3 separate regions of the Mus musculus genome follow, and all the other regions are linked to region 1. The links are chromatin contacts, called in public promoter capture Hi-C maps. All regions are on one chromosome and are shown on one strand. The core of a region is the stretch at or near the end of the contact, and the rest is flanking DNA. Distances in the headings are between cores, read along the strand shown. Region 1 holds the start of Apold1 (apolipoprotein L domain containing 1). Region 2 has its middle 23 kb from the start of Emp1. Region 3 overlaps Borcs5 (BLOC-1 related complex subunit 5).

Region 1 (4,139 bases), core at 1,091-3,590:
GGCTTGGTGTGTTTCTTTTGGACCGTGGGGCACTCGCCATCCAGCTCAGCCCCGGAGAGAGACCCCGGCAGGAGTGAGGCCCCTCTCCTCTCACCTGGACCTGCTGGCAAGGAGCCAGCTGGTGCTTATCATAGAAAACCCAGTCCCTCTTCTTCCTCTGTGTTTTGTTCTGTTTTCCTAAGGTAGGAACAGTTTGCCACACACCTCTGGCCTGATGTGCCCAAAGTAATGGGGCTAACAACAGGTCATGAGCCAGAACCTCAATGCTATGAGGAAAATAAACCCTTTTCTTCACCCCTGACGCCCTTTACACACACACACACACACACACACACACACACACACACACACACACACACACACATGGACCAGGGACCTGCACAGGAATGGCACCTACCAACAGTGTGCTGGGCCTGTCTATATATGTGTGTGTGTGTGTGTGTGTGTGTGTGTGTGTGTGTGTACATGCACGTGGGAGTAAGAGAATGGCTTTGAGTGTTGTTCCTCATGTGCTGGCTGCCCTTTTGTGGTTGGAGTAGATAGAGCTTGTGATGTAAGCTAGGCTGCTCGACCAGCAACACCACACTTGGCAGTTTTAAATGTAGGTCCTGAGGATTAGACTCAGGCCCCTGTGCTTCCAGGTTTTGCTCTCCAGTTCGGGCTGACCTTGAACTTTGAGCAAACTATGATGCTTCCTTCCAGGTGCTGGGATGACAGGCCTGTGCCACCATGCCCAGCCGTTCTGCCTCTTATCTCAAGAGTACAAGTAGACGCTGGGGCCATTCTGCTCGGTTATGTCTATTCTGTAGGAGCTATAACCAGAACACTTGGACGTGGACTAAATTCTGACTGATCAAGGTCAAGAGCAGCAGGGTGTGCTGCAGGTGGCACTGCTCTGGTAAAGACAGGTTATCCATACGAAAGTGAGGGGCTTAATTGTGTTCTACAATGATAGAGCTGTTGAAACTTTCCAAATGGGGCAGAGCAAGAGGCAAGTTCAATGCCAGTCTGATCTACTTAATGAGTTCTAGGCTAGCCAGAACTCCATAGTGAGACCGCACTGAACAGATGCAAGAGACTCCAAATGAATAAGGGGGACTTTTGTTTCGTTTTGGGAACAGGGTCTCACGTAGCCCAGGCTGGATTCCAACTAGCTATGAATCCGAAGCTGACCTTGAATGTCTAACCCTCAAGCTTTTACTTCCTGGTGCTGGAATTACAGGGGTGGGCCACAGTGATGGGTTTCTGGGTGCCAGTGTTAGAATCCAGGGCCTCCGCGTGCTAGTCTACTGCACCTCCAGCTGGAGACATGAATCATTTAGGTGAAAACCAGTTTGGCCTTTGACGATGGTGTCAGGGGTCCTTTGGTGAGACTGGGTTTCCCAACTAAGCTTCAGCTTCTCCCCTCCCCCCACCCCCACCCTAACTGCTTCAGGGATAGCTATGGGGTGCATCGCCATCTGGTCTGGGTAAAGGCACAGAAAGAAGCTACATTCATTTCCCCGCCTGCACGCTCTGTAATAGATAACTGTTTTTCAGACCCTGCTGGGGAACCTGTAGCTAGAATCCACTCATTTAACCATGATGCAAGCTACAGTCCTCGCTTCATATGAAAACCCCGGAAGCCATCATCTCCCCGCTGCCATGGAAAGTGTATAATTAGCTCGGTGTGCAGCTTGACCCCAGTGATTTTTCTGACGCACTTGGCCCCGCAGTGTGCCCTTTTTGAGACCTCCTGTGTCTTCTCCACAGCTGGAGATGCCCTAAACTGCACGCAGCACTTCCTGTGGGCGTGGTCTTGAATTTTAGGCGCTCCTTGGTGCTGGCTGCCCTCCCTTAATGGGTCACATGCTTCAGCTACTTACATCCCCACAAAGCTCTTTGAAAAGGACCATGAGTGGCTGTATCGATCATAATTAAGTTTTCCGGTCCCTCCTATTTCTTTTTAAAAATGATTTTCTGATGGAGTCCTCTCAAAGAAACACTATAATTGGGCAGCCTGGGGCATGTGGGAAAGCCTCCCCCGATGGCGTCAGTAGCTATTCTCAGGAGAGGAAAGGCAGGGTATCCCCACTGGGAGATGACAGCACTTGTTTCAAGTTGGGGAAGAGCCTGTGGTTCTCTTCCTGCGTTTGGAGGGGAAAGCGAACACACAATATTCATTTCCTAAATACGGGACGTGCTTTGCCAGCGTCTCTTTTTCCAACATGTCATATCCTGGCCGAAGGCAGCAGGGGTCAGGGCAGGAAACAGCAGCTTCTCAGAATGAGACAAGGCTTTCCCAGAGCCGTCATTGGCTCCTGGGAGCTATAAAGTATGCTCGTCCAGAAACAGTCTCCCACTTTTCTTCCTGGAGGCCAGAGTGAAGGGTAAGTGGGGAGTCCGAGGGATGTGTCTGCAATGGGATTGGTGATATCGGGGTCAACTCTCGAGGCGTCATGTATTTGGAGTGACTTTTTCCCAACCTTCTTGTTACCTGAAAACTTCTTACTGGTCAGCTAGATCATGGAGGTCAACCAGGAGCTGTAGGACCTATGAGTCAGGAGACCAGTGTTCTTCTGGGGGCACTGAGAAACATCAGCTGTTGGTAGCCGGTCTCTAAAGGCCTTCATCTTAACCGAGGACAATGAGTTCTGGCTGTGCATGCCGATGCAAGCCTGGAATTCTAGAACTCAGGAGGTGGAGGCCGGAGAATCGGGGGTTTGAGGTCAACTTGGACTATGTAACAGCCTGTCTTTAAAAACAACAAAAACAAATGGAGAAAGATAAAAAATTAAATAACTTCTGCCCTGCTCGTTCAGGTCCGACATGCTCTTTCAGTGACTTATTTGGTGCCTTTAAGAAGTTCTGACTGGTGGAGAGTACAGTGTGTATGAAAATGGGGCTCCCTCATTACCAGGACAGATGGCCTTTTACAGATGAACCTGGTACATTCAGCTTTCTCCCTTAGTCACCTTTTATTGGCTTCAGTCCATCTGGACCCAAGGAAGCCTCCAGTGAGCTGCTAGCTAGCACCTTTTCTTTTTTACCTTGAGACAAATTCTTGTTATGTAGCCTTGGATGGCCTAGAACTCAGTATTTAGACCAGGTTGGCCTTGAACTCTCAATGATCCTGCCTCTGCCTCCCAAGTGCTAGGATTAGAGAGAGGGACAGGGACATTGAGAGAAGGAGAGAGAGAGAGAGAGAGAGAGAGAGAGAGAGAGAGAGAGAGAATATAATGATATAATGAGAATGGGGGGGGCAAGTACCTTGAGTCCCTAGGACACAAGTCTCCACATAATGAAAAGTTTTTGTTACGTTACATGCACGGTTTGCTACTTTTAAGGTGTTCTCTTCTTTTTATTGGTCCTTGTTTGTCAGGAGTTGGGGAATAGAATAGGGTGTCACACCAGACAATGGCTCTACCCCTGAGCTGCATCCTCAGCCCAAGTGTCATTTTGAAAACAGAGCAAAGTCTCTGTTTTCAGAGCATTTACCTGGAGCAGCTTTCTAATAGTCTCCACCTTCCCGTTTAAACCTTTATTTAAATCTGTGGATGGTGTCCATAGATTTTGTTCCCTGGAAGGAAAGCAGAAGACAGCATAATCTCTGTTGGAACGCACAGTTAACGGGTTCTGGGAACTTGTGTGACTTGTCCCAGGCTCCAGAGCCTTTGGAAACTTGACCCATAACCCAGTAGTAACCTACCTCCCTGTTCCCAGTCCTGAGTGGTTTATTTATTCGTGTATTCATTTCGGCAGCCTTGTGGATTGAGTCTGAGGGTTGAACGCTAGGTAAGTGATCTACCATTAAGGCAACACGCCCAGCATAAAGTCTATTAATTATTTGAGGACTCTCTAGAGAGTGCACCGGGCAGCTCTAGCCTAGGGCAGCAACGGGTGCGGAAACTCGGGCTAACTGTGCGTCTATGTCCCTCACAGGGCATGGAGAAGCGGGCGGCCTGGGAGCCGCAGGGCGCCGATGCGCTGCGGCGCTTCCAAGGATTGCTGCTGGACCGCCGTGGCCGGCTGCACAGCCAAGTGCTGCGCCTGCGCGAAGTGGCCCGGAGGCTGGAGCGGCTACGCAGGCGCTCCCTGGCGGCCAACGTGGCGGGCAGCTCTCTGAGCGCCGCTGGTGCCCTGGCAGCCATCGTGGGGTT
Region 2 (4,139 bases), core at 1,114-3,613, 400 kb after region 1:
TGATGCACAAAGGGCTGGGATAACTGACTTCTGCAGAAACCTCCTATGTTAACTGGGGCTATCTCTGCATGGGTTCAATGAAGGCAACAAGATTAACTCCTTTATGTGAGCTGTCAGAGCTGTCATTGATGGCAGAGAGCAGGTGGGCATTATGTATCATCCCATCATCATATCAACACTGGTATGACAAATATGGTTTATTGATTGTCTTCTGGTCCTCTATGGTCTTGCACTAAAAACAAAACAAAGCAAAAAAACAACCCTAAACAAAACAACACACCAAAAATATACTATGAGAGGTTAAAGAGATGGTTCAGTGGTTAAAAGCACTCGTTGATCCTTGCAGAGGACTCAAGTTCAGTTCTCAGCACCCATGTGGAGGCTCACAGTCATCTGTAACTTAACTTCCAGGGGATCCAATGCTTTCTTCTGGCAAAATACTTACACCATAAAGTAGATGAGTATTGGGAAATACATCATCAAACTTGAAAAATTACTCTGCAACTTAAAAGGCTAAAAGATGGCTTGGCAATGGCCCAGTGGGTAAAGTGTTCACTACACAAGCATGAGGACCTGAGCTTGGAGTCCCAGAACCCATATTAAAAAGGTGCAATAATGTGTGTCTGAACTCCAGTTACAGGGGGTAGAGACTGAGCTTACTGGTCAGCTAGCCTAGCCCAATATGTCCAGGTCCAGAGAGAGGCCCTGTCTCAGAAAGAATGTGAAAACTAATAGATCATCCTATTTTAACCCCTGTTTTCCACATATGCTTAAATGGATGAGTGTACACACACATACTATACACATGCATACATACATACATACATACATACATACATATATACATACATACATACATACATACTATATACACAAACACACACACACACACACACACGGTTTTTGCATATTTCAAATTAGCAGATCAAATGGCATTGATTTTTATAATGCCTTCTTAGAGGCCCATATGATATCCTTTTTGTTTATCTCGTCTTCTGTGTGTGTGTGTGAGAGAGAGAGGGGGGGGAGAGGGAGAGAGAGAGAGAGAGGGAGGGAGGGAGGGAGGGAGAGAGAGAGAGAGAGAGGGAGGGAGGGAGGGAGGGAGGGAGGGAGGGAGAGAGAGAGAGAGAGAGAGAGAGAGAGAGAGAGAGAGAGAGAGAGAGAGAGAGAGAGAGAGAGAGTTAGTTTATTGTGTAGCTCTGGCTAGCTTCAAACTTAGAATCCCCCGAGCTCTGCCTCTTCTGAGTGGTAGGATTAGAGGTGTGTCCCATCACCCCTGGCTGCCCATAAGATGCCTTACGTTGTTTTTAGGATATTAGTTCTCAACCTGTGGGGTGTTGAACAACTCTTTCATAGGGTCACATATCAGATATCCTGCATCTCAGATAGTTACATTATGATTCGTAACAGTTGCAAAATTATAGTTATGAAGTGGCACCACAATAATTTTGTGATTGCGAGTCACCACAACACAAAGAACTGTACTGAAGGGTCACAGAGTTAGGAAGGCTGAGAACCACTGCTTTAGGACATCTTCATAAAAGGTCTACTTCCCTCACTTAGAGCTCCTACCATGATACAACCCCTTGGTTCGCTCTTCTGACTGCCCATCCCTTCCTCAAAAGTCTTTAGTCACCAATGAACACCCAGACCCACCCAACATGTTCTTCAACTGCAAAGATATCATCTTCCATTTCAAGAATCTAGTTGGTCATCAGGGTGTCTTCGGAGAGGCCGCAAGAGGGCTATCAAGCAAGAAACTCATGCAAGACTCCATACAGCAATTCACACCCCAGAGTGACTTCCCTATAGTATTTTCTCTGAAGACCTGACTTTCTCCAGTTCCTCAGTTGATCAGATGAGGCCCACCCACCCCATGGATGGCGACCTGCTTTGCTTAAACTTTACCTGTTTAAAAGTCATTTTCATCCCAAAACATATTCCTAGAGATACCCAGAATAATATTCGGTGATGTAGTTGGATACTTTGGCCCAGCCAAGTTGACACATAAAATTAGACATCACTGGGTTATCTTCTAGTCAAGGCCAAGGTGCACTGGCTTTCTGTTTTAGAAATAATTTAAAGAAAGCTTAAACACCAGATGTTTCCATGATTTCAGATGACATTTAGTTCTGTGCAGAAGTGAGATAGCAAGACATGAGAGTTATCTTGCAAAATGAGATTACATTCTGAGAAAGGGCAGGACGTTGTCAGATTTCCACATATAAAGGCGGTTAATAAATATTTGAGCAATTAAACGTCTTGGATAGAATTGAATTGAATTGAAGTGATTAAGTAAATATGCAGGTGACCTTGGTCTAAGTGAGGCATGTGGAGAAAGGTGAGTCATTGAGATCTCTCTTGCCATTCCAGAATGAGGCCCACAGGCACAGGGAAGTCATTCACTGGGGTGATAACCCAGGTGCCACATGGTTAATAGGTAACTCTGTCACTCTGCTTTGGATTTACTCCTGATTGTCCCTTTGTAAAACCCCTCTGGCTTTTAGGCACAGAGGACAATTTCTCAGGCGCCTTTGGAAGTAGGCCTGTGGGAGTTTAAATCATGCGTGTGCAAGGCTCTGTATTCCAGCAACACAAGAAGCAGTTTTCTGTGTCTGCTAAGGAAAAGCCAGCACATACCACCAGGCAGACGAAATGTCTCTCAGGAATGTTGCAGTTGAGTTTGAAATAGCCCCATTCTGGAGCACAGAGGGAACGTGGGCAGTGGTGGGGAGTAAGGTAGAAGGAAGGAGGCTTGCTGGAACTTTTTGTTAGTGGTGTGACTTGTTGAATCGGTTGACATTTGAGAGGAGAACATGTCTCACAGCACACAGCAGGTGGTGACATGGAGCCCATGGGAGGTGTTTTCTACCTGGCATTATTTTTTTTAACAGGCATAGAGAGACCCAGATGTGGGCCAGACATGTGACTGTTAAGACATGTGTTGGTAAACTGCTAAGCATGGTTGCCGTACACACCTGCTGGGGACATAGAAAAAAAATCAGATGTGCATCCTTTTCTCCCTCTAGCTTCCAATTTAGACTGGAAATAGATCTCATCCATAGATTAAAGTTAGCTAGAGATTTGGGGAAGGAGGCTCGAGGGTATGGGGCACTGTTAGCTCAGGGAAGGTAGAATACCTTCTTGGTTCTCAGTCCTTCTTCATGGTTCTGTCCCACTTCAGCATCAGTGAGCTGTGCATTTTGTTGCTTTGAGATAGGACCTTCCTATGTAGCCCAGTCTAGACTACAACATGCAGTTAGTAGTCTTTTGAGTATTGGGGTTCCAGGTGTGCAGTGTTTTTCAGAATATGATAGTCATTTAGTGAATCGTAGCTATGAGAACCTACAAAGTGATCTGCCAGAGACATTACTGTAATAAGAGCTAACTGCGACAAAGCAGATGGCGAGGAAATGCAGACTGTTGAATTCTTAATGACTTAATGGGTTGGTACAGGCCAGGAGGTGTGTATATGCCTGCAGTCCCAACACTAGGGACACAGAGGCAGAGGAGAGGCAGGAGTCACAAGTTTGCCAGCCTGGCCTGTAGTAGTTGAGATTCAGGCCAGTAAGGGTTACATAAACAAGACTATGTTTCAAAATTCTCCTAGAATTTTTTTTTCACTTACTGTCTGGGCTGAAATGATTTTTTGGTAATTTATTTTGGAAATGCAATGTATTTTCAGTGGGATAGGATTTAGTTTAAATACCAGACTGTTCTGTTGCTCTTCCAAGCCCTTGTGTCTTGGAAAAGCTGCCTGTGTCTGCTAAAGGGAGGGTGGAGAGTGAACATGGGTCTCTTGTCAGAAAAGTCTGCCTTGATTATAGCAAGGAAGTAGTGTTTAGTTTTCCATTAAATATGGAAGGACATGGCACTCAGAGCGACACTGTCTGGATCAAGGTATCTCCCATCTTTCATCTGTTTGATAGTGTAATTTGGGTATTCTGAGGCTGGCACTTCTTAGCTGCCTCCCTTGTATTAACACATGGATCTCTTAAATTCAGATTATTTCAGCATGTTTGAATGACATCATCTCCTCAGTATTATAATTTATAGGCTTTGAGCATTATGAAATCTTGAAATTTTTAGTTTTTGTCTTCTGAAACACACACACACACACACACACACACTTTTCTGAG
Region 3 (4,139 bases), core at 557-3,056, 310 kb before region 1:
GAGTGGGTGAGTGAGTGAGTGAGTGAGTGAATGGGTGAGGAGACACTGCTGAGGCGGTGGGTGTGAGGATGATTAGGAAAGGAGACTGTGCGGCCAGAGCAAAGGCAGTGGTAAGGCCCAGTCAGGGCCTAGCTCTGTAACACCTCCTTCGCATCCATATTTTCTGCCACAGAGAAAGATCATTCACTGAAAATGATAGGACACGAGTCGCTAAACCCCCAGACTTTTGGAAGAAATATAGCAAGCTGGTGAAAGGTCTCTGCTTTTGTTCCCATGGTGTTCCTCCTCCCGGGTTCCCCACCCCTACTCACCCCTCCTCTTCAGGGCACTGGAAGGACTCGGGAGTAGAATTATTCAACTGTGGTCTTTAATAAACTGTGGGGTATGGGAGGTGCCAGAAGCTTCCACAAGGAAAAGAGGATGCTAAAGAAGGGGGATGATCCAAGAGGACCTCGCCACAGCTTCCACGCATCAGCTTCAACTCTTCCTGCCTTCTGAGCCTGCTCCCTTTCCAAGACAGTGTCTCTAATTACTTGTGTCCTTTGCAAGCTAACAAATTCCAAAGTAAGCCTGTAAAAATCAGATGTACAGGGGTCTGACCTTGACTTCTGCCTTGTTCTCTCCCATGCCAGTTGACTTACTACTACCTAAAGAACCCTGGACGTACTATTCACTCACTGAGGATTTGTTTCCACATATAAATCACATTTTTATACTGGATGTGGGTGCCTGCTATTATGGTTTTGTTTGTTGCAACAGGAAAGAGGATACCTTTAAAGCTGTGGGATTTTGCGGGGGTGCGGGGGGCAGGGGTTGCTGGAAAGATGGCTCAGAGGTTAAGAGGACCTACTGTTCTATCATGAGGACCAGAGATCTGATCCCATACCCCAATCAGGTGATACTGGATAAATTATCTACATGGATGGATGGATGCCAGGAATAAGGGTCAAAAATGGTCTCAGTAGACTCGAAAGATGGGCTAAAGCCACAGTAACATTTAACAGCAGTATATCAAGTTATACATTTAAATTAAAAATAAACAGTTGTCCATGGATATGGTACAAATGTCAATGACAATTCAGTGTGGGTTTTTATGGGTCTCAAGTTTAGAAAAATGGTATTCATAGGCACGGTATTTGGCTCCAATGACTGCTGGAGGCTCCTCAGGATAAAGACAGGAATTTGAAGGCAATTGCCTTTAAATTACAACTGCTATTATGGTTTTATTGTTGCAACAGGAAACATGACATTGGCACTTTGAAAGCTGTGGGATTGGGGGGGCAGGCAGAGAGGGGGTGCTGGAGAGATATCCCGGAGGTTAAGAGGACTTACTGTTTTATCATGAGGACCAGAGATCTGACCCTAGTACCCACATCAGGCAGCTTATAACTGCCTGTAACTCCAACTTCAAGGGATCCAATGTATTTCTACCCTTCACTAGCATTTGCATGTAGTCTCACACAGATGTACACATAGATAAAAATAAGTCTTTAAAAAAGTCTGTATTTTTGGGTAATTACTGGGGCAGTGGTCTGAGATGGACAACCCAGTTAGGTAGTCACTGTAGTTTTCTAATGATACACTGATCAAAGTCATGGCTGAGTTAGGGCCGGTAGAAGAGCAAATCTGAGTTGTCTCAAAGAAGAGAGGAGGGTGAGAACTGAAAGCAGAGGGCAGTATGCCTGACTGGGGAGGCAGGATAATGGCCGAACTGAAAGCAGATTAATTTCTTAAACTGGCTCCTCTGAACCACAGCTAGGAGTCATATCAGTGATGGAGGCTGAATGGCATGGCCTAGCCCCTGGGAGTGTTTCTCTGGTCATGAGTGAACTTTCAATGACGTGGGAGTATTTTTGGAAAGGGAGGGCAGCAGATATCTTTCAGATTTAATGGTTTTCTGAGTCAATTTTGCACTGGTGGTAGTCTTCCAGTCATGGCACACACTCTGTGCTGGTGTACTTAGCACACAAGTAATGATGTATGCAGTGCTCTTGGAAAGGAGTAGGGGTTATGAAATCGTTATACTATTATTTTACTGTTTGTGCCAAGGAGCGATCCATCTGGGGTTCTGTTCTCTAGACCCAGAGTGAATACTAATAGGAATTTATGGCACTCTTGTTGGAAATTTCTACTCTCATTTAGAAGCCATTAACAATTGTGTTGATAAAATAATGTTTTAAATGGAGCATATGAAACCCATGCTTAGCAGCTGTACCCTTCCAGAACACTAGCTTATAAAGTACTCCTCGGAGGAGCCTGTGGGTGGGATGAAGTCACCTGAGTAATTTTCTGTAATTATAACCTTCAGAGCTGCTTCCTTTGTCTTTTTCAGGTTAACTTTAAACAAACTCAGCAGCCGCAGCATTGCAGCAACCTATGATTTTCTTTTTCTCTACAAACGTGTGTGTGTGTGTGTGTATGTGTGTGTGTTTCATTGTCAGGGATGGAACCCAGGATCTCTTGCATGCTAGTCAAGTGCTGTATCTCTAAGCTGCACCACATCCTGGAATTTTGTTAAATCGTCACAGTTACAGAGGAAGATAGATTTTTTTTTAAATTCTTGTTCCTTCTTTAGTTTACTTCAATTTATATTTATGAGAAATGTTGGAACTCACAAACAGTGAGCTAGCTATCTGCTTGAAGATTACTGAGCTCAGAATGGCACCTCTCCAATCACTGCTAGGTAGGATTTGGATCTGAGTGAATTCATTCCTACAACATGCCCCTGAGAGCCCCAGAAGGAAATGTTAGTGCCGTGCCCTGTCACAGTTCCATGGTTGGGTTCCTTGTGCGCATCCCAGAATACGACAGTGTCAGGCAAAGCGTAGATGATGCTTAGACTGTGAATGGTGCCTTCCCAGCCCTGCGGTCAAGTCAGGGCGTGGGGCCTCGGAGACCTAGCAAAGGAGGAGCTGAGCCTGACACAGTCTGCTGCTCCCATCACGGCTGGCCACTTAGACACCAGAACCACAGTCCCTAGTCAGCTCTTTAAACTTTATATTACTTAATGTGTAGAGTAAAATGTTGGCCTTCAAAAGCATTTAAACGGTGCCTTGCTGAAGTATATAGCAGAAAGTAGTTATAATACATGGTTGCTATTCTTACCTTTTCTTTTTTCCCTCCCATAAGTAACAAATGATCTAGAATAGTCTGGGGCTTACTTTTTTATTTTTCTTTTATCTTTTTGGATCATCTATTAGCTCTTTCTTACAATGATGAAACAGAAATATCTTTTGTGGGGTGTAAACATGATCAAGTCGGGCTGGCGAGGTGGCTCAGTGATTAAGAGCACTGACTGCTATTCCCGAGGTCCTGAGTTCAAATCCCAGCAACCACATGGTGGCTTACAACCATCTGTAATGAGATCTGACGCCCTCTTCCGGTGTGTCTGAAGACAACTACAGTGTAATTACATATAATAAAAAATAAATCTTTAAAAAAAATGATCAAGTCATCTTGTTATGTTACCCTTTCTAGTAACTTAGGGGCAATGTTTTAGCTTGCTGAGACTGCCTGGAAAGTTCTTTGTGCACACGTATAGGGCCTTGTGTCAGAGAAATGTTTCAGAAGATCTGCAAATAGATCAAGAACATAGGGAAGGCAAACAGAAGGAAGTTAGTCATCTTTGTTGCTTCAGAACTGAGCAAACGTTTTGGGAGAGCGAAGTTCCTGCTGGACATCACTGAATAAGAATGAGTTGATGTCACAGTTGGCCAGAAGCAACTTTTTTTTTTCCTTTTTTTCTTTTTTGTCATACAAAGAGTACAGCAGGATGGGGAGGAGAGAGTGAAGACAAGGGGAAAAGAATTGTAGGGGAAATGAACTGGAGAAGGAATGTAAGAATGGCTCACTTGTTGTGAGTAGCATTGCTATGTATAAAAGCTGTGCTTTTCTTATCAGGAGGAGTCCGCCTTACAGGAGCTGGGAGCAGGGATGTTTCCTGGCTCCTCTCCAGGCTCAGAGGGCCACTGTGTGCTGATCCCTGAAGAGGGCTGTGGAATTATGTTGATTTAGTGTCAAGGAGGAATGGCCCCTGTTGCTTCTTTGTCTCAAAATAGTCCTACAATCATGATGAGTGAAGAAGTGCATAAGACACGGGGCCGTGGAACTCAGAATAGTCGTTTTAGCAGTCAACCTTG

The links. Promoter capture Hi-C pulls out the DNA fragments that hold promoters and counts their contacts.
Region 2: a contact with region 1 is called in a promoter capture Hi-C map of cranial neural crest, with 2.4 times the contacts expected there. The contact joins the enhancer-like site here to the promoter of Apold1 in region 1. A contact is called at or near these places in 5 of 39 promoter capture datasets (the C10 cell line, cranial neural crest, embryonic stem cells and 1 more), 1 of 15 datasets of contacts at CTCF or cohesin (large pre-B cells), 3 of 484 Hi-C or Micro-C datasets (the N1E-115 cell line and embryonic stem cells), 3 of 115 datasets of contacts at active chromatin or transcription factors (embryonic stem cells and pancreatic cancer cells) and 1 of 9 other capture datasets (embryonic stem cells).
Region 3: a promoter capture Hi-C map of hippocampal neurons shows a contact between it and region 1, with 2.2 times the contacts expected there. The contact joins the enhancer-like site here to the promoter of Apold1 in region 1. A contact is called at or near these places in 8 of 39 promoter capture datasets (the 3T3-L1 cell line, cranial neural crest, frontonasal cranial neural crest and 5 more), 4 of 484 Hi-C or Micro-C datasets (the N1E-115 cell line, embryonic stem cells, large pre-B cells and 1 more), 4 of 115 datasets of contacts at active chromatin or transcription factors (embryonic stem cells, large pre-B cells, pancreatic cancer cells and 1 more) and 2 of 9 other capture datasets (adipose tissue and liver).

Annotation. Positions count from the first base shown.
Region 1 is chr6:134,979,661-134,983,799 of GRCm38.p6, forward strand. It overlaps Apold1 (apolipoprotein L domain containing 1), which reads left to right and starts at 2,341. Exons shown (of 2, transcript NM_001109914.1): 1 at 2,341-2,369; 2 at 3,922-4,139. The coding sequence starts at 3,925. It overlaps Gm36428 (a long non-coding RNA gene), which reads right to left and starts at 3,985. Exons shown (of 3, transcript XR_003956531.1): 1 at 3,478-3,985; 2 at 2,477-2,734; 3 at 2,238-2,395.
Region 2 is chr6:135,383,543-135,387,681 of GRCm38.p6, forward strand. No RefSeq gene overlaps it. Among named protein-coding and RNA genes, the nearest start is that of Emp1, 23 kb to the left of the region's middle. Within about 2 kb of position 2,364, at least 33 of the 459 cell types and tissues checked have an H3K27ac peak or open chromatin away from gene starts, as enhancers often do.
Region 3 is chr6:134,667,390-134,671,528 of GRCm38.p6, forward strand. All of the region lies in intron 2 of Borcs5 (BLOC-1 related complex subunit 5), which reads left to right. Among named protein-coding and RNA genes, the nearest start is that of Borcs5, 29 kb to the left of the region's middle. Within about 2 kb of position 1,807, at least 58 of the 459 cell types and tissues checked have an H3K27ac peak or open chromatin away from gene starts, as enhancers often do. A contact at or near this core is called in adipose tissue, hippocampal neurons and pancreatic cancer cells, where this site is marked.